Linked DNA regions of Mus musculus: regions 1, 2, 3, 4, 6 and 7 are each linked to region 5. The links are chromatin contacts, called in public Hi-C, promoter capture Hi-C and targeted proximity ligation maps. All regions are on one chromosome and are shown on one strand. The core of a region is the stretch at or near the end of the contact, and the rest is flanking DNA. Distances in the headings are between cores, read along the strand shown. Region 1 holds the start of Tnks2 (tankyrase, TRF1-interacting ankyrin-related ADP-ribose polymerase 2). Region 2 holds the start of Ppp1r3c (protein phosphatase 1, regulatory subunit 3C). Region 3 holds the start of Rpp30 (ribonuclease P/MRP 30 subunit). Region 4 holds the start of Pcgf5 (polycomb group ring finger 5). Region 5 holds the start of Pank1 (pantothenate kinase 1). Region 6 has its middle 17 kb from the start of Gm32081. Region 7 holds the start of Hectd2 (HECT domain E3 ubiquitin protein ligase 2).

What was found. Promoter capture Hi-C pulls out the DNA fragments that hold promoters and counts their contacts. Hi-C and Micro-C count contacts between places; a contact is called where the count stands out from the background.
Region 1: a targeted proximity ligation map of astrocytes shows a contact between it and region 5, with 4 times the contacts expected there. A contact is called at or near these places in 2 of 39 promoter capture datasets (cranial neural crest and frontonasal cranial neural crest), 1 of 484 Hi-C or Micro-C datasets (B cells) and 1 of 130 datasets of targeted methods (astrocytes).
Region 2: a targeted proximity ligation map of embryonic stem cells shows a contact between it and region 5, with 5 times the contacts expected there. A contact is called at or near these places in 2 of 39 promoter capture datasets (hippocampal neurons and liver) and 2 of 130 datasets of targeted methods (astrocytes and embryonic stem cells).
Region 3: a contact with region 5 is called in a targeted proximity ligation map of astrocytes, with 6 times the contacts expected there. A contact is called at or near these places in 14 of 39 promoter capture datasets (the 3T3-L1 cell line, 3T3-L1-derived adipocytes, the C10 cell line and 9 more), 1 of 484 Hi-C or Micro-C datasets (cortical neurons), 8 of 130 datasets of targeted methods (astrocytes, craniofacial prominence, embryonic forebrain and 5 more) and 1 of 9 other capture datasets (adipose tissue).
Region 4: a targeted proximity ligation map of astrocytes shows a contact between it and region 5, with 5 times the contacts expected there. A contact is called at or near these places in 3 of 39 promoter capture datasets (the HPC-7 cell line, cranial neural crest and hippocampal neurons) and 4 of 130 datasets of targeted methods (astrocytes, embryonic stem cells, forebrain and 1 more).
Region 6: a Hi-C map of cardiomyocytes shows a contact between it and region 5, with 4 times the contacts expected there. A contact is called at or near these places in 3 of 39 promoter capture datasets (the 3T3-L1 cell line, cranial neural crest and hippocampal neurons), 1 of 484 Hi-C or Micro-C datasets (cardiomyocytes) and 2 of 130 datasets of targeted methods (astrocytes and embryonic forebrain).
Region 7: a contact with region 5 is called in a promoter capture Hi-C map of liver, with 4 times the contacts expected there. A contact is called at or near these places in 8 of 39 promoter capture datasets (the 3T3-L1 cell line, cranial neural crest, hematopoietic stem and progenitor cells and 3 more), 1 of 130 datasets of targeted methods (astrocytes) and 1 of 9 other capture datasets (adipose tissue).

Annotation. Positions count from the first base shown.
Region 1 is chr19:36,832,486-36,835,580 of GRCm38.p6, forward strand. Tnks2 (tankyrase, TRF1-interacting ankyrin-related ADP-ribose polymerase 2) reads left to right here and starts at 1,747. Exons shown (of 27, transcript NM_001163635.1): 1 at 1,747-2,251. The coding sequence starts at 2,053.
Region 2 is chr19:36,734,964-36,738,287 of GRCm38.p6, forward strand. It overlaps Ppp1r3c (protein phosphatase 1, regulatory subunit 3C), which reads right to left and starts at 1,641. Exons shown (of 2, transcript NM_016854.2): 1 at 1,590-1,641. The coding sequence starts at 1,603.
Region 3 is chr19:36,082,137-36,085,547 of GRCm38.p6, forward strand. It overlaps Rpp30 (ribonuclease P/MRP 30 subunit), which reads left to right and starts at 1,580. Exons shown (of 11, transcript NM_019428.3): 1 at 1,580-1,682; 2 at 2,930-2,985. The coding sequence starts at 1,601.
Region 4 is chr19:36,407,721-36,411,007 of GRCm38.p6, forward strand. It overlaps Pcgf5 (polycomb group ring finger 5), which reads left to right and starts at 2,028. Exons shown (of 10, transcript NM_001368691.1): 1 at 2,028-2,189.
Region 5 is chr19:34,877,769-34,881,323 of GRCm38.p6, forward strand. Pank1 (pantothenate kinase 1) reads right to left here and starts at 1,687. Exons shown (of 7, transcript NM_001114339.2): 1 at 756-1,687. The coding sequence starts at 1,308.
Region 6 is chr19:36,166,085-36,169,487 of GRCm38.p6, forward strand. No RefSeq gene overlaps it. Among named protein-coding and RNA genes, the nearest start is that of Gm32081, 17 kb to the right of the region's middle.
Region 7 is chr19:36,553,109-36,556,314 of GRCm38.p6, forward strand. It overlaps Hectd2 (HECT domain E3 ubiquitin protein ligase 2), which reads left to right and starts at 1,531. Exons shown (of 21, transcript NM_172637.3): 1 at 1,531-1,807. The coding sequence starts at 1,676. Gm41838 (a long non-coding RNA gene) reads right to left here and starts at 931. Exons shown (of 2, transcript XR_877830.3): 1 at 744-931; 2 at 1-626.

The DNA of each region.
Region 1 (3,095 bases), core at 497-2,996, 2.0 Mb after region 5:
GCAGAGGCAGACAGATTTCTGAGTTCAAGGCCAGCCTGGTCTACAGAGTGAGTTCCAGGACAGCCAGGGCTACACAGAGAAACCCTGTCTCGAAAAAGAAAAAAAGAAAAAAACAAAAACAGTTAGGGTTGAGGAGATAGATCAGTGAGTAAGTGATGCTGTATGATGTTGTTTAGATACACATATTGGGAGGAAATACATAAGCAGAAATCACTAAATAAAAAATTATAAAAATTGGGAATATATTTGGCAAGTCGATGAAATGAAGAAAAATGAGACAATCATAGTAGTAAGGTTCTAATCCTTAGGTATATTCATGAATAGTTATTTAGTAATAGGGATCAATTTAAATTTACACTAAGTAGTCTAAGAACATAATGGAATAAACATATAAGAAGGTACATTTACTAAAATGCTCAAGAAGTGTCCCTGCTTTTCTCCCACAGAAGTGAGTCAACGCTCCCTAACAAAAACTGGATTTCCTGAAAAACAGGTTAAGTAATTCACAGGGGAAATGCTTGTCAGCGTGCCAAAAGTCAGCACTTTCTTGCAAGCAAAATCTCTGTATTCCTTTCTTTCGGGTTCCTGAAACAAGATGTCACTACTACCTTAAACACAGCTAACATTCTTTCCAGGCTCCGCCCAACAGTTACCTGGCAACAGCCAGGTAGGCCTGGCTGTTTGTCCCCCTTCTCTCTCAGACTCTTCTCCTAACCCCTTTCTCCCTCTCTCCCATCCCCCCTCCCCCGTCTCTCTCCACGTGTTCCTGGCCGGCCTCTCTTCTTTTTCTCTCTTCCTCTGTCCTTCTCTGCCTCTACTCTCTTCTCTACTCCCCTTCCCATGCCCTAAATAAACTCGATTCTACACTACACCCGTATGGCTGGTACCTCAGGGGTAAGAAAGGGATGTTTCAGCATGGGCCTGCCCAGGAATCCTTCCCACCTTACCAGACCTGGCTCTACAAAACACATCCTTGTTGTTGTTGTTTTTTTTTTTTTAATAAAACACAATAAACACGAAAATGAATTGTGCACTTGTATTCTTTGATCAGAGAGAGAGAGAGAGAAACTTCGGAAAACTTTGATGTGTATGCTTTGTATCAGCACCTCGACCACATCCGGTGCAATGCTGATTTATGTATAGATCCTCGTCAGCGCTGAGCTAATAATTTACTATGGGAAGCGGAGCTAATCACAGCCACCCCACCCCCCAATTGTTGCTTTAGAATTGAGATGAACTTTCTTCGCTTTCTTGATTTATCTGGGGGCCGCTCATCCAAACTTCTCAGTAAGCGTAACGGATTCATTTCTGAGAAAACGCTTATAAGAAAAACAAAAGCAGATGCGGAGAGTTAAGGGAAGAGACACTGTAAAGAAGGCAGGAGGGGGAAGGGGTGAGAAATCTCCCAGGGGGAAGGTACGGAAGCAACACTGCAGAGATTTTCACGCTAAAACTTGCACAAGAAAATGCATAATCAGAACAAAACTTCCCAAGATTCGTCTTCGGTGTCTGAGCAATGAAACTCGTCTCGAGAAGTGTAGGCTTTAATAAAAGAAAAGGCAGCAAGACCTCTCGTTTTTAGCAGAGGCTCTGTAAAGATGGCGGTGGGCCGAAGCCCCTTCTCTTTCCGCAGCCAAAGGCTCTCCCTGCACATTTCCCACAAACCCCTCCGCGCGGCCCCGCTTGCCCAAACTGGCCCGGCCGGAGAGCAGCCACTGCGCACGCGCGAGCCGACGTCACGCGCGCTCCCAGGACCCGACCGAGCTGGCAGGAGTGGTCTCGGCCGCTTCCGCCGTCGCGTCGCTTCGGGGCTCGGCGAGCGGGTTCGCGCTGCCTCCACCGCGGTGGGGCAGCCGGGGCTCACGGAGCCGAGCCGGGGGCGCGCGGCGACGCGGCCATGGGACCGTGCCGACTCTGGTGACAGCGGGGAGCGGAGCGGCCCGGGCCCTGAGCGCGTCTCCTGCGGGGGGCCTCGCCCTCCTGCTCGCGGGGCCCGGGCTCCTGCTGCCTTTGCTGGCGCTGCTGCTGGCGGCGGCGGCGGCGGCCCGGATCATGTCTGGCCGCCGCTGCGCCGGCGGGGGCGCGGCCTGCGCGAGCGCCGGGGCCGAGGCCGTGGAGCCGTCCGCCCGCGAGCTGTTCGAGGCTTGCCGCAACGGGGACGTGGAGCGAGTCAAGAGGCTGGTGACGCCCGAGAAGGTGAACAGCCGCGACACGGCGGGCAGGAAGTCCACCCCGCTCCACTTCGCCGCAGGTAAACGCGGGCCCCGCGGCGCCTCCCGCACGCCCCACCTGCAGGCTCGGGCTTGCAGGCCGCAAGCCGCGCGGCGCTGCCCTGTCTCCGACCTTTCCCCAGGACTCTCACCCTGGCCGCCCGCCCTCCTCTCTCGGGGCTCGTGATGAGGGTGGGGTGAGCGTGCTCTCGGGAAGTTGTTTTTGAGGTTATGGGGTTTTTTGTTTGTTTGTTTGTTTGTTTGTGTGCTGGGAGGGGGGAAGCTTTGTTTTGTTTTACTGTATCAACAATACCTGCCCCGACTTCCGGTCTTATTACCCCGGAGGGCCTCTGCACACAAGAAAGGCTTAGTAGACCTTGTGATTTGAAAGAGTAATTATCTCCAAAAAATGGACCCATGTTTGCAAGTTTCATCGACACTCTTAGTAACCCCTTAAGTTCTAGCGGCCGTCATAAACTGAAATTTTAATTTAGGAGTTATTTTATTAGCTATTGGCTCATTAGAGTTAATTGGATTAGGTTTCTGGAGAGACTAAAACCGGAAATGGGCATGTTTGGGAGACCTGAGATCTACTTAGGTTGTGTGTGGGTGGCCTCTGCCTTACTCCCGCACAAGTCGGGATGGAAAGTGAGCTGAGAGACAAGATAGGACACGCACTTGAGCTTGGATCTAGGATTTTGAGTCATCCTGAGATTTATTGTAGATAGTTTGGAGTTACTTTTAACTACTGGGTTCTCTTTGTGGTACCAGCGTGTTGAAGTTTGCTTGTTGAGGTATTTATTTGAAAAGGCCAGGGATGGGAACCAACTTAATGATTATTCATGTTAAGGACAGTTTGTAACTTTTTAACCTCATAATCAAATA
Region 2 (3,324 bases), core at 391-2,890, 1.9 Mb after region 5:
TGCTGTCCTTAGAGTGACAGTAGGTGACGCTTGTTAAAAGAAAGAATGACTTTTTCATTTTATCACAGTCATCCTCATTTTTTCACAAATGACCAACTGCAACACCAGCCAACATCTCACAGACTAAAGGAAAAACTTTAAACAATCTACAGTTCATATAGAAAGATGCCCATGACAGGTCCAACTATAAAGGGAATAGCTACCTGCAGGGATAACAGACTTGTTCATTCTGACCAGTAATAACCACTTTACTATAGCTCTGTCTTGTAGCCTGCAGTGTACATTATATATACACAACATAAAGTAGTTTTAAAAACTGATAACCAGAAAATGAGCTGTTTTAAAATACACTGAAGATATATGAATTTATAAATACTGAAAACTACAAAGGAAAACACTAAGATGTTCATTATCTTTGACTGATGGAATTATAGCATCTACTGGTTTGGGCTTCTATGATGTTTCCTGTTGTTGAGCAGGTCCTATTTACAAGTAGGAAGGCAATAACAATAGTTTGCATCAAACAAAGAACCATCCATCAAGACTTTTCTGGCCTTTCTTTCCCTTGAACCACACTATAATTCCACACTTACAGAATTAGGTTTTTCCTCTCCAATGTCAGCCTTATAAATCAAAGAAACATGAAATACAGTAGGTGCCATTTTGGAGTCTGGGGCTTTATTAATTATTTATTCTTTAACAGTTTATATATGTATATAACATATTTTGATCATAAATATAGTCTGGCTTGAAGAATTCTCTTCATACCAGTGCTAAGCACAGCACCCTGTATATGGTCATCATCACAAAGTGGCCTGTAAAGAATGTATACTGAACTCACTTTAATAGCTCTAGGGTTTTTCTGAGAGGATTACAAACTTCCAGCAACAAAACCTCAAAGTCTATTTGTCTCACAACCATTAAGAGGCAGGATTTGGGGAGGGAGAATTCTTGGACTAAGTTACAACTGGAGATGCAACATTTCGTGAGATGGTCTTGGTTGCCTGGTTGATGGAGCTGTTGTTCGTTTTTTATTGGTTGAGCTGTTCTTGTTTTTCTTTTTGTTTTAGTTTTTTTGGTTTTTTTCCTTTTTTACTCCTGCATTTATAGAAAGTTTTAGTAGTGGGCTATTTCCCTGGAATTCTAAGTCCTGGCCAAGAGTTAAAAATAATAGCTTGCTCAAACTCTAAGACTGCATTTTCTATGACAAACCAGGAGAGGGGAAGTGGGGAAAGAAGAAATGCAAAATCCTCTACCTTTTGCCACAGGCTAAACTACCTCATCAATAAAACTAAGCTGCACCCAAGTGTTTGGGTCTTTGAGCTCAAAGGCAACAGAGTCACTTCAGCAAAGGAATCCCAGCTAAAACTGACTCACTAAGGCAGTTTCTACTGTGAGATGTAGATTCCCAAAACAGGCGCTAAGAAATACAACTCAAATTCCATCCCTTCAAAGCCTCCGGGACGATTCAACTCAGCCATCAACCTGGGAGTCTCCCATCTGCAGAGAAGACAAAACCACAAAAGCCCCCAAAGTCCCCGCAGCTGCAGGCTCCCCTCCATTCGGGCGCAGAGTTGCACTGAACCTACCTGGTGCAGCTCATTGGACCGAGAGGCAGCGGCGACCGCGACAACCGCACCCTGAGCAACTTCGCACTCAGTACTTAAGAGGATGCAGCGCCGCGGTCCAGCCGGCCGACTGACCGCAGGCAACCGGGAGGCAGCTTATCAAAGCCAGATCACGTGAACCGGTCCCTCCGACCAATCAAAGGCCGTGCGCCCTGACCAACCACTGTGCAGCTGGGGCACGAGCCCCTGCCCCTGGAACGTGATCACCGCGGGGCTGGATGTGACCAGAGCGTGCTGGAAGGCGGCCGTAGAGTCCCTGAGCCCTGGGCCAGCGGGATCCAGCCGTGTTCCCGGAGCCTGGCGTGCAGCACGTAGCTCACGGCTCGCAGCTGGCCTTCTGCAGCTTGTGCGAGCCTGGCGGGGTCTTCTATGGAAACGCGTAGGTCTGTGCAGAGTTGAATCTGAGCTCAGAAAGTTGTGGCTCCGCCCGGTGTCTGTGTTATTTGAAATGCTTGTGATGCTCCTTGCTTTGTGTCCAAGCACCTTGGCCCAAGCAAAGAGAAGTTGGCTGGCTCTTCTTCCTCCACAAATAAAGTCACACAGCCACTCAAATGTTAAGAAAACACGTGAGCCCATGAAACGAAGTGGCCGTGTGTGTGTGTGTGTGTGTGTGTGTGTGTGTGTGTGTTTCCCTCTGAAGACAGAGGCAGAGAGGGCCAGTCTGTACAGCCTAGCGAGACTCTGCCTCTGAATAAGCAAATGGAGACTATGTGCTGACCTATTCAGTTCTCTGCTTGGGAGAGAGAACTATAGGCCAACATGAAGTTACTGTCCTTGCTCATTGTCACCAATTGCAGCAGACAGCCCAAATCCCTAGACTGAGTTATGACATCCTTAGGCAGAGGTCAAAATCACAGTTGATTTCATGCCCTACCCACCCAGCGGCTTTCGCTGAGATTTCTTTCTTTTCTTCTGTGCACATAACCAACACAAAGCAAAACTAAAATAAATATTTTTTAAAGAAACGTCTACTGAACATCACAGAGGAAAAAACTTGATAATTGGACTTTTAAAAACTAAAAAGTTCGACCGGGTGTGGTGGTGCATGCCTTTAATCCCAGCACTCTGAAGGCAAGAGTCTGGAGGATCTCTGTGAGTTCGAAGCCAGCCTGATCTACAGGATGAGTTTCAGTAGTTACACAGAGAAACCCTGTTGGGGGGAGAGAGAGCAAGGCGCGCGCACGCGCAGGGGCGGGGGGAGGCATATCTGTTAATCAAATATAAAATTGTTTTCTTCTTTTGTTTTTTGTTCTTCCCCCTTTCCTTTCCTCCCTCCGAACATTCCTACGTTCCTTGGTCTCTTTCAAATTCATGGCCCTTTTTCCCCCTACTTGTTGTTCTATGCGTATGAATACTGATTATTTTTACAAAGTCCATGACCTAGCTCTGCTTGGCTATCTAGAAGCCAATTAGAATGTGCAAAAAATTCCTCTGTCATGTAACTGTCAGACTCAAGAATTGTTACAATGGAGTAAAGAATAAGAACCATGCTATGGGGCTGGAGAACGGCTCAGAGGGTAGGAGTCCCTTGCTCTTCTTTCCACAGACCAGAGAGCAGGTCGTACCACCCAGCTCAGGCGCTCATACACAGCCTGGAACTCCAGCTTCAGGGGCTCTACCGCCCTCCTCTGGCTTTTGCAGGACCTGCACACATGTGCACATAACCAACACAAAGTAAAACTAAAATAAATATTTT
Region 3 (3,411 bases), core at 330-2,829, 1.2 Mb after region 5:
TAACTAAAATTCTTATTTAGGTCCACTACACAATGGCTACTCGACTGACCAATCTAGATTTTGTGATCCTGTATGAAGACATCTCTCTACTACTATAAAAGTTAGAACTAGACATTCTGATGAAAGCAAGGGGTTTGTTTTGTACGGCCTTGGTCTGGTTGCAGACATTATTTTGTTGTTGTTTTGTTCTTGGAAAATATCAAGTATTGGAAACAATCATTTATGAAAATTAACCAAACATAGGTGTGGCAGTGCTCAGCTGTAATCCCAAAACCAAGGATACTGAGGCAAGATGATTGTGGATTTAAGTCCACCCTGGGCTACTAATAATACCACCTCTGCTACTGCCTCCTCCACCTCTTTCTCCTCCTTCTCTTCCTCCTCCTCTCCACCACCACCACCGCCATCATCATCATCTTTCAGAAATTTGTAGGAAATTAGTGATCATTACAGTAGTGTGGTCAGATGGAGAAGACTCCATATTCTTTGTGATTAGTACAGAAATTGAAAATGCTTCTAAACATTTCCATCACTTTGGTATAATCCCAACGGACAAGCTCATGAGAAGTGGACTTTTCTTATTTGAGAGACCAGCAGTTCAGAAGTCCTATTGAGTTGCACGAGGCTGGAGCTGCTTATTAGTAATGCGCAGAAGGGTTCGCATGCTAGGCAACTAAAGACTGAATGGAGAGGGGTAAAGGACTGGCCCTCTACATCAAGTAGATTAAAAATCGTGTTCTATGTTGTTGAATAATTGATCTGTCAATATTAAAGAGTTCATTTTTAAAAGGGTCATTTAAAAGTAGAAACATCAAATGATATGTGTATGTTTCTCATGAAAAACATTGTAAGACATGTTTTCATTTTTGCCCCTCCCAGTCAGTCCTCTGGCTAAAGGATGTGTTGGCGCTAAACCATCAGCTTTGAGAGCACTCTGCCATCTTGTGGTTGTAGTCTGTAACGGATTGTCTTAGCCCAAAGAGTTTAGATAATCTTAGCCACAGACCAAATACTTCAAAAAGGCCACTTTCAAAGAATGGAATGTACTGTGGAAATAGGAAAGAAAAATAACTTCCCATGTATCTTCATTTATTTGTTAGTTTAACTACTTTTGAGACTCTGTATTTCAGACTGGCCTGGTACTCTCGGTATAAAGAAGGTTGGCCTCAAACTCAGAGTTCTCTCTGCCTTCCCGGGTCTGGGATTAAAGGCGTGTATCACCACGCCCGGCTCCCCAGAGCTTTAAACAGGCTTCAAGACCTTAGAAATGTCTGCTTGACATCGGTATGCTCTATGGGTGCCTTTAAAATGAGTCACTTTGCATTGCTGTATGGTAGGAGCATGGGAGATTTGAGCCCCATCAGAGAGTACCAAAACATTCCCATTCAAATTATGAATAAGTAAGGCTATAGGTCCCAACACACTAACTTTGGCTGGATTCTAGGGAATAGGAAAGTCTCTGCAAGACGACCCAAGACGACTGAGAAAGAAAAACTACAAATCCCAGAAAGCTCAAGGAACAACCTAAAACTCCCAGCATGCCTGAGGGACAACACGGCGGCTGCGCAGACTGGCGCGCGGGTGCTCCTGGGATGTCAGCATGGCGGCGTTCGCAGATTTGGATTTAAGAGCGGGCTCAGACCTGAAGGCTCTGCGCGGACTCGTGGAGACTGCTGCTCACCGTGAGTCTACTGGCTTGGCTCTGTCCCCCACACCATCCAGCTTTGTTTGGTAGTTTTTTCAGGCCCCATTCCGGTCTCTCGTGTGATCTGCCTGACGTCCCTAAAGGCAGAGAATAGCTGCAGTATCACCCGGATCCCCTGGGTGAGAAACTCGGGCTCTTGACAAAGCTGTTGTTGTTTGTGTTTGCCCAGTCATTCGTGCAGAGGGAGAGAACGGAGGCCTAAGGGGTCGAGGCATTGGCATGGAGCCTGCGAGCTGATGAATGATAGGAACAGGGACTGGTCCCCTCAGCCAGTGCTTTTGGTATCAGCCCCTTTTGAGTCACACGGCATCTGTCAAATACAGAAAGCTGGGTCTCGGGCAGGAACTGCTGTGGGAGCTTAGAGAATGGGAAGGGCGTTACCTTATTTCTCTCGAGCATCTCAAGTGCCTTAAGGATGAACGTTGATCATGTGAGCTCTCACCTGGCATAGGGCCTGCCAAATAATAGATTCTCAAATCCCTTCGAGAGGAAGGAAAGTAGGGCGTTATTGGGCTGACTGGGAAGACGAAGGGCCGCTATTTTATCATTACCATGCATTATTCTTTTAATATTAATACACTATTATCCTGTCAGTATTTTAGGCAACTTAAAGACAAGAGTCGTGATTTAAATGTATTGGGGACAGGGCACTTGTCTGTTGTGATGGTAAGACAAGCCTGTAGTGTCCCTCGTCTGTTATTGTAGAGTACCTCAAAAGAGATGTGAGGGAGTCATCACTCCATTGCTCCGTAGGAAAGGGAGCAAATGTGAGGGGGATCGCAGAAGAAAGAAATGATAACAAAGGTGACAGAAAGACATAAAACTTGAGTCTTTAGCATTGTGTTAATATGAACCACAGCCTAAATATGTGCCTGGCTTCTAAATGTGGCAGCTAAATATGTGCACTCTTCTAAAATACTGGTGCTGTTTCACTTCATTTTCATGACACTTGAAAGTCCTGTCTGCTGTTAACATCATGGGACAGGTGAAGAACCTGAAACTTCACCTTAAGTCACAATAAACAGTAGGGCTCAGGATCTGCCTCCTACCCCACCCCCTTATTTTCCAGGTCTCGGAATTGAATCCAGGACTCTGTGTATGCCTAGCAAGCATCCTGACACTTAGCTACATCCCTATTGTCATGCCAGACTCTTGAATCTCTTATCAATATGATCATTGTGAACAAGAAAGTATATTTTTTAAATGATCTATTTTTCTTTTCAGTGGGATACTCAGTTGTTGCCATCAATCACATTGTTGACTTTAAGGAAAAGAAACGGGTAAAGTAGAATTTCTCATGTAACTGGTTGCTAAATACAAGTGTTTATAAATCCTTGTGTCTGTGTTGGGAATATGGATCTAGAGACAAGTGTACTAGTTAACTGTTCTTGTTGCTATGACCACATACCTGCAAAGCAACTTAAGGAAGGAGGAGTTTATTTTGCTTATCCTCTGACGGTATAGTCCATCATGGCAGTAGGAGCGTGAAGTGGCTGGTCACAGCTTCTCCTCAGTCATGAAGCAGAAAGAGACAAATGTTGGGGCTTCGCTCACCTCCTTCTTTAGTTAATTCGCTCAGGCTCCCAACCCGTGAAGTAGCACAGCTCCCGTTCAGGGTGGAAACACCATCATAGAAATAGACAGAGATGTGTTTCTGTGGTCATTCAAGGATCCTTCATCCTAAGCATGTTTCTCTTTTGCGGCAA
Region 4 (3,287 bases), core at 778-3,277, 1.5 Mb after region 5:
CTTTGCTGGGGTATGTCCTCCCGGAGTCCGAGTCCAAGATCATTTCTGAAAATACTGGGCAGCTCACTTACCGATCACCAACTGCATTCCTCTCGGAGTTCTCAATGTTTGTACTCCTGGAAAAGACATTTAAAACACTTGCAGACACAAACTAGAACAATATTAGGCCATTGTGTGTGTGCTACAGTGTATATAACAGGATCTTCCATTTCACATTTTAATAGAACTTAGTGTGCAATCCATTGCCTATTTTATTTTATTCTGGTTTTTCGAGACAGGGTTTCTCTCTGTGTAGCCCCAGCTGTCCTGAAACTCACTCTGTAGACCAGGCTGGCCTCGAACTCAGAAATCCGCCTGCCTCTGCTTCCCAAGTGCTGGGATTAAAGGTGTGAGCCACCACTGCCTGGCCCCATTGCCTATTTTAAATATACTAGAAATAGGTTGGCTTTTCTCATTTGGATACATTCAGTATGAAAGACATGAAGCCTACAGTCACTTGACTTGTTTTCTTTTGCTTACTGTAATTACTGTGTCTTGCAGAAGTCATCCCAACCTTGAGTCGGAGTTTCAAAAAGGGGTCCTTAAGAGGATTATAATCACTTAAAGCTCTGTATTCTTCCTGCAGCGATATTCAAATGAATTTGTTTTACCTGCATCTAATTTACCTGTTTAGTTATAAAAATGGCTAGTTTTAAAGGCATCCTGTTCTGCCCCGTGCATTTTAAATTTGAGGTATATCTCTGGACACCTGTGCACGCCTGGATTGTTGTTTTGTTCTTGAAGTCACCTCCGCAATCTGTCACTAGCCAGAGGTTCTGCCTGTCTGGAGGAGATAAAGCGAATGCTCTGCATTCTCTCCGAATTCTTCAGCCACCTTTGCTCTGGCTCGTACAAAAGAGATGCTGGAACTGCAGCCCTGATTCTCTTTCTGGTGTGCAAGATTGAAGGTTACTTTGCAGCTTGCGCTTTGGAGAATTCTCCTTTGATATTTGGTTAGTAAGTGATGGCTACCTTGCTTTGCCTAGGATCCTAGGGATCCTAGATTATAGTCTTCTAAGAAGTGAAGTACTGGGTCTAAGTTATGCTCAGTAGGAATTTATGAGTTTGGGGAAAGCAGTAGGAGAGGAGTATAGGTCACCTTTCAAGGAATCCTCCTTTTCTGTTAATGAATGGTGTCTCCGAAGTCTCAAAGTCCACTAGAAAGAGCACTGGGGTTTTTGTTTGTTTTGAACCTTGCAAACAGCAATAAATTTTTACCACTTTACCTGTATTTGTCAGTGATTCTGATTGCTAGACCTATCATACTGCTACAAGTTCAATGGTGATTTCTAAATAAGGTTCATTGCAAGCCAGTGTCTTCATGTCCAGTACGGCCTCGTGGGTCCAGTGTGGAGAACAATGCCTCCTATGAAACTGTTCTTCGATGTCTTAAGTTATATTTATTTATATGAATGTTTGTGAGTTTGTCCTCTGACCTATAGAGGTCAGAGAACAGCTTGCAGGGGTCGTTCTGTCCATTCTCTCCTTCCGTTGAATGCTGAGGACTGAGCAAGTCTCCTCAGGCATGGCTTCAAGTGCCTTTACCGGCTGAGCCATCTCACCGCCCCAAGGAGAAAATTCAGTGAGGTGACTCAGTGCTCAACGCTGACCATTGCTTTTGAACCGGCCAGGCAAAGCGTACTGGTCATTGTTAAGACTGAAAACAACCCTGAGAGGGATGGCGAGGATAAGAACGGAGATAAAATTCGGCCACAGCTACGTGTCACACAGGAGCAACAAGGGTGGGGGGCAGGGCACTCAGGGTGTCCCAGGCGCCTAGGAGGAGCACGAGCCGGCGGGCGTGGGCTGGGGGCGTGGCCGGCGGGAAGGGGCGTGGCCCACGAGGAAAGGGCGTGGGGACGGGGCGTGGTCGGCGAGAGAGGCGTGGCCTGCGGGCAGGCGGGCGGCTCTGGCGGTTGGAGGTGGGTGGAGCTGCCCTTGGAGGCGGCACCGGCCTGGCCCCGAGGCCCGCCGCGCCCTATCGCGCCAGAGCCGAGTGGCCCCGCGGAGCCCGCGCGCTCCCGCCTGCTGGGGGAGGGCGGACAGGGCGCGGGGGACCAGACAGGCCGCGGCGGGCGCTGTTTCTCTTTCGCTTTCCCGGGCTCGGAGGCGGGCGCGCCGGCGGGCTGAAGAGCGGCGGCGGCCGCTGGGTAGGTACCGCGCGGGGGCGGCCCGGCCGCGCGCCAAGTTTGCGCCGGCGGCCGCGGCGCCCCAGACACCTGCCGCGCCGGGCGCTGGAGCCGGAGCCGCTCGGGGGCGGGGCGGGCGCGCGGGGTTTCGGGGCAGCGCTCGGGGGCGGCGCGGCCGGCCCGCGGAGACTCGTCCTGTCCCGTGGTCCCCGCGCGAGTAGCCCCGGCTCCTGAGCCGAGCACCTGCCCGGCGGTGAAGGGCTCGAACCTCCGGGACCCGCGCCGGCTGACGCGGAAAAGTTGCCGCCGGCCGGCCGCGCGACACCGCAAGCGCTCGCTTCCTTTCCGTGTCGGGGTGACAGGGCTCTGGGCTTGGGATTGGGACTGCGTTTCCCACCGGTTTGCCTCGAGCGAGCGCTCACGTAAGTCCTGGGAGCAAGGGAAAGTCGAGAGAGGAGCGGGGACCCAGGCGAGGATATTAATGCTTTGCTGAAGGTCACGAAGGCCAGAACCCCGACATTGCAATTAATTAAATTACACTTTCTGTCATATCCTTGACACTATTTTCCCAAGGAGTAGACGCTCCGAGCTTATACCCTGAACGTTCACAGTGAGGGTGTGCTGCTGGAATGATGCCTTCTAGACTTTTCCAGTTATTTTATACTCGCCTATGTGTTAACAGCCAAGGTAGTGGAAAAGTTTCTGCCTAATGAGTGAGATTCGTGTAGGATGAACCTACTGAAATCAGCATCTTCATTGTTTTCTAAGGTCATCTTTCTTGTAGGGAATTTGCAAAACTTTTTAAATAACCTAACAAGCTAGTGATTAGTAAAATTCTAAGAAGAATTAATGACATTTCTTCAGTTTTCACTGTTCACTATTTCATTTAATCATCGCCTTTCTAGGTCGCTGGAGCTCTTATTTTTATCTTACAAATAAAGCAATGAAATAAATAGCTACTTGAGACTAACTGTGGCTGGTATCTGTTAGAACTTTCTCACTAATAGAGGAAAAAAAGAATGAATTTTGGTAGAGTGCTTGCCTAACATGCACTGTGCCTGAGTTTGATCCCTGTCACAGTGCAAACTGGGAGTGGTGGGTCACACCTGTATTACCGGC
Region 5 (3,555 bases), core at 437-2,936:
AAAAAACAACAACAACAAAACAAAACAAAACAAAACAACTCGTAATCTCTACCTACAAACTGACATCCCAGAATGTCAGGTGGGGAAGGTACCCTTTACAGTCTACCATTATATATACAAGTCTCAGGTTGTGAAACAACGCACTTTTTGGAGTTGTACAATTACAAACACTCAACTCGACCCACTCCAAGGGGAGGGGGGGAATCCACCTGCAATCCTCATTGGTCCACACCGTTCCGGCCCACATGGTGTCAGTGGGTGTTTCCCTCTACACCAGCCGTCTCACTGGCTGTGTGGAAACACTGTTTAATAGGCTGTGATTTGGGGGATTGTCAAACTCCACGCCTCCTTAAGCTTGCCAATGGGCCCTAGATACTGGCGGTTACTCTGCGATTCAAAGGGCAAACTGGTAGCCTGAGATGCACGCCCCAAAAGATGTGCTCGGAGAAGGGAGCAGTGAGCCCCGGGCTGTGCCAGCCCGCCCTCCTCCTAGTCCCAGACCCAAGATCAGTCGGGTTGTTTGCCCCACGGCCACCAATAACAGCGGGCAGTGCGTTCTCCCAGCCGCTACGGTGACCGAGGGAGCAGCTCCAGCTAGTGTCTGACCGACCCAGTAGGCGGATCGGACTAGACAGGCGCCACCGCGGGCCGCCACCTTGGACGCCCGACGCCTCTAGGGAGGACGCAGTCCAGAGCGGCACTCTGTCGCCCCCCTCGACCGCGGGCACCGGCGCTTCCCTGCCGGCAGGACTTACGCGGCCTGTTCTTCCTCCCGGAGTCCATCCTCCTCCGCAGCCGGCATTTCTTGGCCGGAGAATCATGCTGGGCGAACAGCGGCTGCGGCTGCAGCTCGGACGGGAGCTGGAAGCGTGGGGCCGGCGGGTCGCGGCTGCTGGCGGCCGACGGGTGGAAGCCGTTGTGCAGCAGCCCGTTCACGGCGGCCGCGGCGCCCTCGGGGGCCCCCGGGGACTGCAGGGCCGCGCGCTCGTGTTGCGCGCCGCGGTCGCCCATGCCCGGGACCGGCGGAGCGGTGCGCGGGCTCCGGCTCTGGCAGCCTCGCTGGAGGTCACGGTCGGCCGTTCCCCGATCTTCCGATCCACCCTGGGGCTTGCTCTCCCGCAGCCTCGGCGCCGCGGTCGGGAGCTGGTGGCCCCGGCGCTCCTCCCCTCCTCCCGTCGGCGTCCCCACGTCTTCGGCGAGCTGGGCCCCGCGCACCGGGCTTGCTGCTCTCGCCCGCAGCGTGTCGGCATCGCGCGCAGCTGCGGGAACCTCGGTGGACCCCGGCCGGGGAGCCCGCCTCCCCCTCATCCCAAGGCCGAGCCACTTCAAATGCGGCTTCCTCGCCTCCCAGACCTGTCCCCGCCACTGAGCATGCCCAGTCCTACCCGCCACCGCCACCGACGAGTTTCAACGTGCGGAATGAAGTTCTCGGGGTTTGCGAAGAGGAGATAGGCGGATGGGGCTTTGTGTGGCGGAGCGAGCCTAAAGGGTACTGGGTGAGGTAGGCACGAGACAGCCAGAAGCCTCGGGAGGAATGCCGGAGGAAGCCAGATATTTGCAGAGGTTTCAGGTTTGCTAATCCTATCCCCAGTGGGCTAGTACCTTCACAAGGTCACCCATGCTACATCCCCGCCCCACGAAAGTGTGTGAGCAGGCGCGCGTGCGTTAATGTGACCAAACTACTCCCAGGTCTGAAGGGAGGGAAGAGAACAATTATTTATAGAGAGGTAGGCAGCCTTGGAGAAGGAGGGGAGTGAAATTCCTTGGTTGGCACACTCACACAAACAGCATGTGTTCTCGAGTTGTCGTTTGCAGAGAGGAAACCTAGGAAGAGAGAGAAAGGACAGTGAAGGACAAAACTAGGCAGGAATAACCGGTGCTAGAAGAAACCAAGTAAACAGAACCGATCCCAAGCTATAAAAAGCGCATTCCTCACCCAGAAAAGACCGGCAGGGGACAATGCCCTGTTCTGTTATTTATGAAATAAAAAGTTGCCTTGGTTATGAGAAGGGGAACCAGCACCATGATAGCCCTCAGAGTTAGCCCCCAGTTCCCAGTTCCGATTCCCACTGACACTGAGCAAAAGACAAAGTCAGTACTTAACACACCTGTTATAGGCAGTGCCCAGCAAGCGGGACACATTTGGGTATTGGGGACTTCTTGAGGCCTTAGCTTTTGTGTCTGTCCAAAGGGGACTCTTGTGTGTCACAAAAGTACCTAATATAACCTTTGCACATAATAAATGCCCACAAGAGTCTAATGTAGACATTAAAGTCAGGCTGGGGATATAACAGTCAGACACTTCTTATCATGGGATTCTGTCCCTACGAAGGAATAGAGAGAACATAACGGCAGGCTATTGTTTCCAATGACTATGAATACAGCGGGCAGAGGCCAGGCCCCTCACTGAATTTGCACATCACCAAGCTCAAACTAAGCTCTTTGACCCTCTGAAAACATCTGTATTAAAGAGGTGAGAACCGAAGTCTCCAAAGGCCAGCTTCAACAACTTGAACTTCCCTCTACCTTAATCCTAGCAAAAGTGACCTGTGATTAGCCTACCCACCCCTTGAACTAAATCCTCCATGGGTCCAAAACTGGCATTAGCTGTGCCCGGGGTTTACATTTGGTTTGAGGATTTCTTCTGGCAGAGCCCTTCCCAAAATCAACAGGTTCAGAATCAATGAGGCCACTCTGTTTCATCCACCTGTCATTTCAAATCAGGAAACCAAGGCACAGAGACATAACTGAGACTAAGACCAAAACTAGAACTTAATCCCTGTTTCCCTGCTTCCTTGGGCTTATATGATTTGAGAAATTGCCTTAGGTAATCCAGCCTCAGCCCATCTGATTTTTGTCCAGTTCTGTACAACTTGCTCCTTCAGGCTTATAATCTCTCCCTATTCCTATAACCCTTTATACCTCCTTCTTCTGGCTACAAAATACACATAGCCTACCTAGTAACACAGCCCTGCATCCCAACTACTCGGGAGGCTAAACCTCCTGAGGAGGAAGACCTCAAATTGAAGTCCTGCCTTAACTACTTAGTTCAAGTCAGTTTTCGTTACGTAATGAAACCCTGTCTCAAAAAAAAAAAAAAAAAAATGCTGGAGAGATGCTGGAGATGTCTAGCATTTGGCTAGCATAAGGCTCTAGGTTCAGTCCCTAGTACTGTTAAAGTAAAATGCATGTGTTCCCTTATATCTTCATGATCATAGTAATGGGACATCAAAGATGAAGTGGAATAATATAAATGTGCAGTCACATTCCACTTGGTCCCTGTGTCTCCCCACTGCTCCGATAAGCAGTTAAGTGTGCCTTGCATACTCTGTTAAGGCTCACCAGCATTGTATTCTGAGGAAGCTCTGGATGCTCACTTGAAACTAAACAAGGGACTGTGATCTTAGGGCTTCTCACTTCATGTGGTAAATTTACTAAAAAAAGCTTCCATTGCCACGTCTCAATAAGCAAATTCTCACAGATCTGAGCCGAGTAGATTGGCACTGTAGTGACTTCAAGGACACCTCCTCCAGCTTGATTTCACAGGCGTGGTGA
Region 6 (3,403 bases), core at 102-2,601, 1.3 Mb after region 5:
AGCCACATGGCTAAAAACTGTGGTCTAGGGGCACTTAATAGGGCTGTGTATCCTGATGCAGAAGCAGGCACGAGATACTGTAGGTTACAAGAACTGCTCTCTATACCTGTGGTGCCCATTAAAAGTATTAGTCCTCCAGGGTTGGGTCCTTCTGGACCAGGCGTAGTCGCTAAGAGCTGGTGATTTTGCAAACCATTTTAGTAGCATTTACTGCTGGGAGACATCCTCTTGAGAACATCAGAAACTGGCATGATAAATCTTTTACTCACTATGTTTATATCCTGACAGAAAACTTCTGTTGCGAACAGGAAAGATTTTTTCCCCCAAACAAATGCGATTGATGGGAACACATTTTTTGCATGTTGTGTCGTAGGTGCCAAAGTATTATGATTATTAATAACAACAGCTTTCATTTTGATAACCTTCACAAGTCCCATTGTGCTTGAATCTCAAGGTGACCACACAAGGTAGGCAGGGCTGACCTTGACTGGCCTTCCCTATCAGGAGCATGTAGGGATTAAATGGCTTGCCAGTGTCACAGGGTAAGTCGTTGGCACAAATTGCAACACAAATACCCTGACAAAGAAGTTAGCAAAACTTTCTAGTCTACCGTTCTGCTACACCTCAGAAATAATTCCATGGATCTAAAAACAAACACAACAACAACAACAACAACAACAACAAAATGAAACACATATCCATGAACACCCCCTAGGAAACTTCAGTTACTGATGGCAGACTGGTTTGTAATACAAGGAACTGTAAATGCAGATTTAGAGGGTAAAGCAATCAGTGTAAACAAGTACTAGTTTGTCACACGCTCAGTCATTTGAAAGGGATCCAATGGCAGGGGCTTTCTTCCAACCAGGCAGATGCTAGAATGTGCCTGTGTCTACACAAATGCATATTGTGTTCTGCACCCTCGGGCCTACAGAGAGACCACAGATTCCTGAAGCCTAAAGATGGGACAAATCTGTAATAATTTACAGCAACTCATGGTACAGGGGAGGCAGTTTCAGTGCCTTGCTCAAAGTTATACTTGTAATAGTTGACAGGCATAAGACAAAACCCCAGACCCTCAGATACCAGACTCAGCTCAGAGTGTGGTGCCTCTGAGTCCCTGGGGGACTCCAAGTTACTAACACACCAACACATTCCGTTCAGTTGAATTTAATCACATGACCACAGAAGGCTTAGAGCAACAGAGGCTGGAATCAAAGGTCTTCACCTTGCTTTGGGCTGTTTTGACAAGGAATGGACTCTCTGGAAATCAGCTTCAACACTGCATGTCCCTGAGCCTCATCAACAAAGTGTGGAGCCAGAGTTGGCTGGGGCTTGGTGTGGTGTGAAGCCCATGACAGGGCTTGGCTCTGTGTTGCCTGTGCTGTCTACACAGCTTAGTTCATCAACCAGAGTACGGTGAGGATCCCAGAAAACCAGGCCAAAACAATTCAAACGCGTGTAGCAACAGGGCTATGGAAACTACTCAGGGGCTCTCTCAGGGGCCTTTCCAAATTGTCCATCGGGAGGTTTGTTTTCAAACCACAGTCCAAGACCAAACCACTTAACCAAACCGGTTATGTCAGCAGCTTTGCCCAAGGTGTCCCTGAACAGCTGTCAGCAGGACTCTAAAAGGAACACAGGGGCTTGAGACTTGCAAGCTCTGGGGTGGCCTGAAAGCAAGGTCAATAAGAAAATTCCCCTTACATCTCTGTTCCAAGAACTTAGTCAGACAACGTGTCCTGGAGGACTCACCATAACCTATGTGGTAAATGCTGTGATATACTGAGTTCTTCCCAGAAGTTGCCCTTCTTCATGGTAACTGCAGCCCCTTCGCTAGAAACAGCTCACATTTAAAAAAAAAAATCCCTCACAGGTGAGCCCTCCATTTCTGGATTCCAATTAAGAATGGTCATCACAACATCCACGTTCTACTTTACCATATAACAAAACATCCACAGGTCCCAGGGCTTAGAACGCGCTGGTAAAGGTAGGCTATTAACGAGCATACTATAAAATCATGCAGCGAATTCTCAAGGCTTACTTCCTGACTCAACGTGTGCATTATCTTCCCTGGAATGTGAAGTCATCTTTGGATTCTGTTTTTGTCATGTGCTTGCCATGGCTGTGTCAGGAAACCCGGCCTCAGTGAGGAGACCTGTGATTTGATTGGTAACTTTATTGGGAAACACCAGAACACCAGTGATAGGTACAATCTATCTGCCACTTCTAAAACCTGTTCTTGTGTTTGCTCTCTACACGCCAAATCCAGTGTCTGACCTCACCCCAGAGGGGAGGGTTTACTCTCTTTGACCAAATACTATTCTCAGAACACTGTGGTGGGGTGGAGTGGGGTGGGGACAGGCGAGGGGTGCTCAAGCTTGTGGGCAGATTCCTGTGTTGCCTCCATAAACCTGCTTCTGGCAGTGGAAAGCTGGCACCCCAACCCTTCTGATGGGAAATCTCAATAGCTGATTTTTCACTCCATGACTAGAGATAGGAGGGAATTTCACATTCTGTTAATCCTGAGAGGTGCCCTGAAACTTCATTTTTTTTCCTTACCCCAATCCTCTCAGCATGGTTTTCTGTTACAGAACTGTCTACTTTCTGGCACTACCATGAATAGCTGAAGGAAATCAACCTAATGGGAACCAAGGGTTTATTTTGTCTCCAGGTTGGAGGTCTCAATCCATGGTCAATTGGCCCTACTGCTCTGGGCCTCTGGGCCTCTGGGCCTCTGGGCCTCTGGGCCTCTGGGCCTCTGGGCCTCTGGGCCTCTGGGCCTCTGGCCAGGAAGCATTCCCTGATGGAGGAACCTAACCATTCACTCTATGGTAGGGAAGCAACAGAGAGGAAAAGGAAGAGACTGGAATCCTCAACTCATCTTTTTCAGGGTGTACCCCCAATGGCCAAACACACATTTTACTGGGCCTGACTGCTTAGAGTTTATGTCACAATCCCAGAAATGAGCTGGGGACTAAGAATGCAGTGCACAAGGTGCTCAGGAACATTTGAGACCTAAATTATATGTGGCAGGATATAGACTTAGTTCTATGATGACCTCTACTCTGGCTAGACTGCTGACTCCCTTTTGATCTATCTATCTATCTCAATACAGGGTCACCCAAGAGAACATGACCTCTGCAAAAGGAGCCTGCTACTTGCAGTCCTTGAAAGGCTCTGTCATCACAGCCTCCCTGGCAGTGCCAAGCAGGCAAGGACAGGCACCAACACTGAGAGACATTTTGGCACTCAAAGGGAACTCATGTCTGCCATCTGCAGACATGACAGCCAAGGATATGACCCCGGGGAAGCCCTTCGAATGGGTCTTTCCTTGTTGTGTTTATATTTAGCACAAACAAAAACAAAACCTACAGCTGCTTTTATCAGTGGCAGGTATTGC
Region 7 (3,206 bases), core at 281-2,780, 1.7 Mb after region 5:
CTGCTAAAAGAAAACAGATGTCTATGAGATAGTCCGGAGATTTAAGAAGAGAGGTCTAAAAACAAAAATTCAAGAAAAAGGAGACAGAAAAGGGTGTTGCAAAGTAGTGCCTGTGTCATTTGGCTCTAAAGATTATGAAATACCTGGCTACTTTATTCTACTTATTGTACACCTTTTGTTATTAATAGAGAAACGATGGTGACAGCAATTATATTAAAACTACAAATACTTCCTAGAAATAGAAGCAAACTTTATAATTTCCAAAGTAATACAGTAGGCACTATCCGATTCACTTTATTGCTTGCTACAAATTCTGGGCTTGAAAAACAACCTCATGCCAGGAAGAACTGTAACTATTTATTTAGTTCTGCGGACTCTGAATTATATAAAATGACAGTCACCAAATCCCCTCTGAATTTGTTTCAGAGATATTCTTGCTTCTTGTATTTGGAGCTGAGTATTCTTGGATTAGAAAATTCACTTCACCATGAATAAAATAACGAAGTCTCAACTAAAAATCCCAAGACCTCAATGTCGAGAAATTCTCTATTTTTAGTAAGTGGTACAGTGAATACTTCCTCTCTCCCTTCTCCTCCATCAGCAGGTGTCTCTGCCATTCCAGCAGACTGATAAAAGGAAAAGGAGGGGGCGAGGAGAAAGGAAATTGTCTAAGTCGTCGTCGGGTGGTGGAGGTGGGGATATTTTAACATGACGATTTAAAGTAATTTTTTAAACGTTCTTACCCAGAATTTATTACGAGGTTTATTATGGATTACTCAGCAGTTTGGATCTGTCCATCTGTAACTTATAAACGGAAGGGGACAAGGGATTAGAGGGAACGAAGGACGGCGGGGGGCGGGGAGAGCAAAATGTAGGCGCGTGGGCACGGAAGGGAGAGGCGGACTTGGCAGTCATGAGGGACCGCGGCTCAGAAATGGAAAGTGTGGCCTGGCCGTCCTGCCCTGGAGTGTGTGTGGGAGGGGAGCACGGTGTCGCATTGTCCTCTCCCGACCCTAAGCGCTTCTCCCGTAGGATGAGGCCAGGAGAGGACACGGGGAAAGAGTTAGTCATAAGGATGCTCAGGTGAGCGGTCTCCCAGTCTCCCCGGCGCTGGAGGCACTGGAGGAAAGATCAGGGGGCAGACATGACCCCGAGTCCGCTTCCTGAGCGCGAGTTTAAAGGTCAAAGGCCACCAGCTGGGTCAAAGGTCCCCGGCTCACCTGCCACTCCAGGTGAAGGGAAAGCCAGGGTTAGAATCCGTGTCACAGCCTTTACAAGGCCTGTCGCCCTCCCACCACAGCCCGCGACCAACATGGCGACCAGGCGCCCCCCAGCTCCCGCCCCGCGCCGTCTCCTCAGCGGTCCCCGCGCGTGACGCGGGGCCGCGGTCTGAGCCCCGGCCGGCGGACCCGCGGGAGCGGAGCGCGGCCGAGGGCGCGAGCCGGGCGCACGCAGGGGGTGGGCGGCGGAGCCTGGCGGCCAGCCCGGGGGCGCGCGCACACGCGCGGGCGCGCGACGGGCCGCGGGCGCGCGCGGGGGCGGGGGCGGCGCGGCGGCGGCGGTTGGAAGGAGCCCTCTCGCGGCCGCGGCAGCAGCAGCAGCGCCCGCCCCGGCTGCAGTCCGGCCGCCGCTGCCGCCGCCGCCACCGCCTCGCGCCTCAGCCGCCCGGCCAGACATGAGTGAGGCGGCTCGGGATCTCTCGCCCGGAGCGCCGCCGGCGGTAGCCGCGGCCGCCCCGGAGGAGAGGAAGGGGAAAGAACCGGAGCGCGAGAAGCTGCCGCCCATCGTGACGGCCGGCGCAGCCGCGGTAGGTGCGGCGGGGGCCGGGGGGCGCCCTGGGCGGTGGGTTGAAGGCGGCCTGGAGAGGGGACAACAGGGAAGTTGCGCCTCGAGGGCAACGGCCATCACTTGGGAACCGCGCCTTCCACGCTCGGGGAGTGGGGTCCGCTGCCTGATGCTGGGTGTTTGCTTGTTTTCGGGGGGTCTGGCTCCCGACTTTCTGCTGAGGGTCGGCATCCTCTGTTGGATGAGCATGGGTGCCAGTTGGGCGTCAGGGAGGTTTTCCCTGAGTGGGAGAACCTGCCTGTGGGCGCCAAGGCAGCGCTTCCCTTCGCTTTTGCGGTCCTTTCTCCCCTCGGGTTGAACAGTCTCAGAGAGGAGTTTCCTCCTAATTCTGACCTTTCCGTTGCTATCCGGGTAGTGGGAGGCAGTTGCCTCCCTGGATGCTTTTATTTTTTTCATACGGTACTGACGTGTGATTTGAAGGAGCGAGGCTTTTTCTTCTTTTAAAACTCGGCTATCCAAGCTTAATAAGCGTGGTAATTTCCCAGCTGGATTTTGCAAGGGTTAATTTGGAAGGCGCTCTCAGCCTTCAAACTCCATACTGCCAAATGATGTCATGGGACATCATCCCCTCTCTCCCTTCCCCCTGTTTGTACTTAGTGGTTGGGAGTCTGGTTGCTTTATGATTAACTTCTGGTTTTGACATTTTTATTTGACATAGTATTTAAATACTTTGGGCAAGTTTGCTTTCAAGTATTTAAAGATTATGACTTGTCAACGCATCTGTACGTGACAAAATAGTAAAAGTTTGGGGAATATTATACATTTAAAAAAATTTCTACTTGCAATTAGTTTCTAGAAGCCGCCCTCCTAAATGACTAGGAACTTACTAAAATAGCTCACTCTTCTTTATAAAGTATTAGTATCAGAATAATGTTATGATTTGGTAGGTTTTTCAAAAATGTCTGAAGCCTGTAATAACTGGAAATTGTTAAAGACAACTCTTTTATCATAAGTCAGCACAGCAGATTTGGACAGCAATGACACACATTTTAAAAGGATAACTACAACTGATTGGTAAATTGCAGCTGTAGTTAGGAATTACCTTGGGAGATGCTTTGAAGCAATTTGTCATTCATATTGTAGTCTGTTGGTGCACAGGGTTTTCACAGCTTTTTATGTAGGACTTCTTAATGCCAATGTAGTTTGTTTGTTTCAAGTCTGGGTATGTGTCTAGTGTGTGTATACGTGTGAGTATGGGTATATGTGTATGGAGGTCACATATACATGTGACCTGGTGTTGGTTGTCACCCCATGCTTTGGCAGTTTTTTCCTAAGGTGGTTATTAAGAGGGAAAATGTAACATCTGCTTTTAGAAGCAATGTTATGAGTTTAGTGTCTAACAGCAAGTACCTTTCCCCAAA